2 separate regions of the Mus musculus genome follow, and region 2 is linked to region 1. The links are chromatin contacts, called in public promoter capture Hi-C maps. All regions are on one chromosome and are shown on one strand. Each heading gives the region's core, a stretch centred on a gene start, on an enhancer-like site or on the middle of the called end of the contact. The rest is flanking DNA. Distances are from core to core; before and after follow the strand shown. Region 1 holds the start of Prkag3 (protein kinase, AMP-activated, gamma 3 non-catalytic subunit). Region 2 holds the start of Des (desmin).

Evidence for each region. Promoter capture Hi-C pulls out the DNA fragments that hold promoters and counts their contacts.
Region 2: a contact with region 1 is called in a promoter capture Hi-C map of neutrophils, with 2.8 times the contacts expected there. The contact joins the promoter of Des here to the promoter of Prkag3 in region 1. A contact is called at or near these places in 3 of 39 promoter capture datasets (hematopoietic stem and progenitor cells, liver and neutrophils) and 1 of 484 Hi-C or Micro-C datasets (myocytes).

What each region holds. Positions count from the first base shown.
Region 1 is chr1:74,747,597-74,750,296 of GRCm38.p6, forward strand. It overlaps Prkag3 (protein kinase, AMP-activated, gamma 3 non-catalytic subunit), which reads right to left and starts at 1,359. Exons shown (of 14, transcript NM_153744.3): 1 at 1,222-1,359; 2 at 876-915; 3 at 276-428. The coding sequence starts at 1,254.
Region 2 is chr1:75,358,939-75,361,638 of GRCm38.p6, forward strand. It overlaps Des (desmin), which reads left to right and starts at 1,354. Exons shown (of 9, transcript NM_010043.2): 1 at 1,354-2,054. The coding sequence starts at 1,480. RefSeq lists cis regulatory regions at 1-2,002, 1-1,465, 418-1,586, 861-1,027, an enhancer at 417-816, silencers at 816-861, 1,028-1,315 and a promoter at 1,316-1,396.

The DNA of each region.
Region 1 (2,700 bases), core at 109-2,608:
CTTCCAAAGCATGCTATCTGGGCTTTCAGGGTTTGGCAGCACAGGGGGCACCGGGATGGTAAAGAGTCTCAGAGTCCTAGCTGACAGCAACTCTGTTCCATCCCAAGGTGGCTGCACTGGGACCCTGGGTCATCACATAGTTATTGCCTCTCGTTTAGGGAGGCAGAGGCCACAAGGTGAGACTGTGTTTAAGTCCGTGTGATGGAGAGGCCCGAGGTCAAGCTCTGCTCTGGAATTCCTGCTGACCCTGTCACCATAACTGACCTTGGCCTCACCTTCTCCCAAACCTGGTGGTTCTGCTTCCTCTACGGCCTCCTGTCTCGTCCATCTGGAAGCCTTGACTCCCCGTATGGCACAGGTTCTTTCTGAGCTGGTGGCCACAGCTGGTGAGGGCCATGAGTTTTCTCCTTGTTCTAAGAAGTCCATCTCTGGAAGGAGGAAAGGAATCTCTTTGACTAGTAGGAAATGATACAACAAAACCAAGTCCCATGTCATTACTGAGCCTCTTGGAAGCTTTCAAAGCCCCCCTCCCCAAATATTTCTTGTTTTCTATTCATTGGAATTTTCCAAGATACGTATTGTAAATGGGAATAGCATTCCTATTTAGCCTCGAGGGACCGGAAACTCTGAGAGGTTAAGCAATTTACCACAAATTTCACAGCTGGAAAGTGGTAAGGTGGGGTTCAGATCTTCAGCAAAGAGGAAAGGGGAGGTGGGGGACACATTGGGAAAAAGAAGAGGGAGAAAGCTGAGAGGAGAAAGAATTTCTCCTGAAAAAAGCCAAGCTAGGGGTTAAGGACTGGGGTTCAAAAAGACGGAGGACAAGGGAGCTAAAGAGAAAAGGCTAGACCCACAGGGAGCGATACTCCACCCACCTTGACTCTCTGGACCCCCACTGTGGCTCCAGGTCAGGGTCTTTGGGAGAGAATGTCTGAAGTGAAAATGCTATCCGTTCTCAAGTCTCTGGGTTGTCCCCTTTAAAAAGCACACCCACCCCAAACACCACATGTATACAGATAGGCACAACTTGCACACCCCTGGTACACCTGGAACCTCACACAGGCACGTACACGCAAAATACATACATACACAGCACCGACCAGTTCACACACTCAGAGTACAGTGCACAGCAAGCACGCGGGCTACACACGGGCGCCCACACACAGCCACGCGCTTGCTGTCCTTCTCTGTCCCAGCGCCGGCCCCCTGGGACCCCGGTACCCCAGGCAATGTGTGCTCCAGCTCGGGCTCCATGCGGCCAGCTCTAGTCCGTTAGCAAGTGCGCGACAGGCGGCGGCAGGGTGGCACTATTCTGGGCTGGTCCCTGGCGGCAGGCCCTTGAGAGATCGGGTTCTCTCTGATTGTCAGGTCTTGGGAGGGAGCGCTTAACCCGCAGCTGTTCCCGCACTGCAGCTTGGGGGCGCTGCGGAGGCGGAACTCTCATCTTCGAACTGAAAGTTTTAAGGAGAAAAGTTGGCTTCCTTCACTTTCTCCTCCATGCAAACTTCCCTAGCCTAGGTGGGATGAGTTAGAAAGGATACACTCGAGGATAGAGAAGGGTAAGGGGGTTGTGAGTGATCCCGAGAGAGGAGCAGAGTATGTCAAGACATCCCATTTTGGGTCCTGCCACCCTATTCCCTTCTTAGGTGAAAGATGAAAGATGGAGAAGGAGAATCAGACCGGTGGGCACTCTGCTGGTCATCCCAAAGGTGAGAGATGGGGCAGAGGGAGTGGGCTTCACACCTGCGTGCAGAGGGAGCAGTACCTGAACCGACCTGTGCCTGCGGGATGAATGGATGTGCGGGAGTCCAGTCCCTAACCCACCATGAGTACTGACTCTGCATCTCTCTGTGCCAGAGGGGAACCCAGCCTGGCTTCTATGCGCCTCACCCCCTTCCTTGGCATTCCTAGGGCCTGAGTCAGAGTCCAAATGGGGAATGCTGAGCCAGCTGCTCTGGCTTTCCTCTCCCTGTCCCTCCCTCCCTCTTGTCATTCCAGTCTCTTCCATCGCGACCCTCTGAGTGGACACTCAGGAATGGACTATTGGGTTTCCTGCTGGATTTAGTGAACATATTTTCTTTTCTGCTTCAAAGCACCTGCAATGGCCTCCGAGGAGGGTGGAGAAGAACTGTGTGGGGGGGGGGGGCTTTTGCTTTTCATGAGTGTCCCTGGGACCAGATCTGTCGCCAGATAGTGGAACTTCTGAGACACAGCAAATGGGCCCACCTCAGCGTCCATCAGCCTGTGCTCTATTGTCTAGGCATGGCAGTCTTTGCTGAACTTGTGACAATGGTCCACAGCTTGTCACTGTGCAGTATTTTCCTTGCTAGAGGCTGGTCAGTCTCTAAACTAGTATTCCTATTAGGTTTTAAGTAGCATCATTTCCAAATAAAAATTAGTTAGGATAGACGTTTGGTTGCTGTAACAAAGACCCAATGTAAGGATGCCCAGGAGCTTGAGAGGTGGCTCAGTGGGGGAGAACATTGTCTGGGTAAGCATGAGGACCCAAGTTCAAGTCCCCACATATAAAGCTGGATGTGGAAGTGGAAGCAGGAAGATCACTGGGACTTGCTGGTCTCCAGCCTAGTTTCACTAGGTTTAGTGAGAGGCTCTGTCTCAAGAAAGATTAAGATGGAGCCTGATTAAGCAGGACACTCAACTTCCTCTGGCTTCTGGGAATACATACGCATACTACATATC
Region 2 (2,700 bases), core at 104-2,603, 610 kb after region 1:
ACATATAAGGCATTATTGTTATTGTTGGTGTATGCTTTATTGTCTCCCTGGCCTGTTCAAAGGCTCATTGCACAGTCATGCGAAGCTGTTTGGCCCCCACTCTATGACTAAGGACCCTGAGAGGTAGGGAGGACAAGGACATGCCTTTTGGCACCGCTTTCTCTCTGACCAGCCCTGGGTAGGACTACGGCTCCTAATCCAGGGCTCCATTTCCAAGGTTGAGCTATGGACCCCTAATCTAGTACTCTATCTCCAGGGTTTGTGTTCTAGGAGGGTCAGGGCTCAGTGAAGAGCTGCAGCAAGGTGCACAGAGAAATGTAGATGCCCTTAGGGGTCGGTGTGCGCCTTGTGCTTCAGGGAAGAGAGAGGCGAACACACCCCAGGCCTTCATCTCTGTTGGGGTCCTGGAGTGACTGAAGCTTGTCGCTGTCAGCCTTCCTTGACACCTCTGTCTCCTCAGGTGCCTGGCTCCCAGTCCCCAGAACGCCTCTCCTGTACCTTGCTTCCTAGCTGGGCCTTTCCTTCTCCTCTATAAATACCAGCTCTGGTATTTCGCCTTGGCAGCTGTTGCTGCTAGGGAGACGGCTGGCTTGACATGCATCTCCTGACAAAACACAAACCCGTGGTGTGAGTGGGTGTGGGCGGTGTGAGTAGGGGGATGAATCAGAGAGGGGGCGAGGGAGACAGGGGCGCAGGAGTCAGGCAAAGGCGATGCGGGGGTGCGACTACACGCAGTTGGAAACAGTCGTCAGAAGATTCTGGAAACTATCTTGCTGGCTATAAACTTGAGGGAAGCAGAAGGCCAACATTCCTCCCAAGGGAAACTGAGGCTCAGAGTTAAAACCCAGGTATCAGTGATATGCATGTGCCCCGGCCAGGGTCACTCTCTGACTAACCGGTACCTACCCTACAGGCCTACCTAGAGACTCTTTTGAAAGGATGGTAGAGACCTGTCCGGGCTTTGCCCACAGTCGTTGGAAACCTCAGCATTTTCTAGGCAACTTGTGCGAATAAAACACTTCGGGGGTCCTTCTTGTTCATTCCAATAACCTAAAACCTCTCCTCGGAGAAAATAGGGGGCCTCAAACAAACGAAATTCTCTAGCCCGCTTTCCCCAGGATAAGGCAGGCATCCAAATGGAAAAAAAGGGGCCGGCCGGGGGTCTCCTGTCAGCTCCTTGCCCTGTGAAACCCAGCAGGCCTGCCTGTCTTCTGTCCTCTTGGGGCTGTCCAGGGGCGCAGGCCTCTTGCGGGGGAGCTGGCCTCCCCGCCCCCTCGCCTGTGGCCGCCCTTTTCCTGGCAGGACAGAGGGATCCTGCAGCTGTCAGGGGAGGGGCGCCGGGGGGTGATGTCAGGAGGGCTACAAATAGTGCAGACAGCTAAGGGGCTCCGTCACCCATCTTCACATCCACTCCAGCCGGCTGCCCGCCCGCTGCCTCCTCTGTGCGTCCGCCCAGCCAGCCTCGTCCACGCCGCCACCATGAGCCAGGCCTACTCGTCCAGCCAGCGCGTGTCCTCCTACCGCCGCACCTTCGGCGGCGCCCCGGGCTTCTCTCTGGGCTCCCCGCTGAGCTCTCCCGTGTTCCCTCGAGCAGGCTTCGGTACCAAGGGCTCCTCGAGTTCAATGACATCCCGCGTGTACCAGGTGTCGCGCACGTCGGGCGGGGCTGGAGGCTTGGGGTCGCTGCGGTCTAGCCGGCTGGGGACCACCCGAGCGCCATCCTATGGCGCGGGCGAGCTGCTGGACTTCTCCCTGGCCGACGCTGTGAACCAGGAGTTCCTGGCCACGCGCACCAACGAGAAGGTGGAGCTGCAAGAGCTCAATGACCGCTTCGCCAACTACATCGAGAAGGTGCGCTTCTTGGAGCAGCAGAACGCCGCGCTCGCCGCCGAGGTCAACCGGCTCAAGGGCCGCGAACCGACTCGGGTCGCCGAGCTCTACGAGGAGGAGATGCGCGAGCTGCGGCGCCAGGTGGAGGTGCTCACCAACCAGCGCGCCCGGGTCGACGTGGAGCGTGACAACCTGATAGACGACCTGCAGAGGCTCAAGGCCAAGTGAGGGCCTCCCAGATCTTTCCCCTCACCCCCGTCCCCAGCAGCCCCCCTCCCCCTCGCCTGAGACCCTCCCTCCTCAGCCCATGTTTGGAAAAGGTCATTCCCCGGTGTTCGCTAAGTAGAGATCTTTCCTGGCCCCTTCTATGTAACACTGGAGTAGTAGTCTTGGGAAGGTAGACAGAAGAAATGGGGGAAATGGGGGAAATGGGGGAACCTTGCCTAGTGCACGGTGGGCAGCTGCCTGTGAAAGGATGCTAAGTTGCTAGAGTGATGATGACCATAGTCAAGGAAAGGGTCAGAGCACGTTCTGAGGGAGAAGCGAGGCTGATGAGAGCCTGGAAGGATGGATGGGCTGGGAAGAGCAGGAGGGAAGCCAGGCAGTAGTTTTAAGCTTAGCTGTGATGAGGCCCAAGGGAGGGGCGGGGATGGGGGTGGGGTGGGGGCTAGGCCCCTGGGCCTAGCTGAGGTAATGTTATTGCACTTGGTAAATGGACAGGTTTGAGTAAAGGGGACAGTGGATAAAGGCTGTGACCCATTCCACCACGATCCAGTAAAAGAGGCTGAATAATCCGGATATGGGGGCACCCCCTGTAATTCCAGCACTAGGGAGGATGATACAGAACTGCCATGAGTTCTAGGCAAGCCT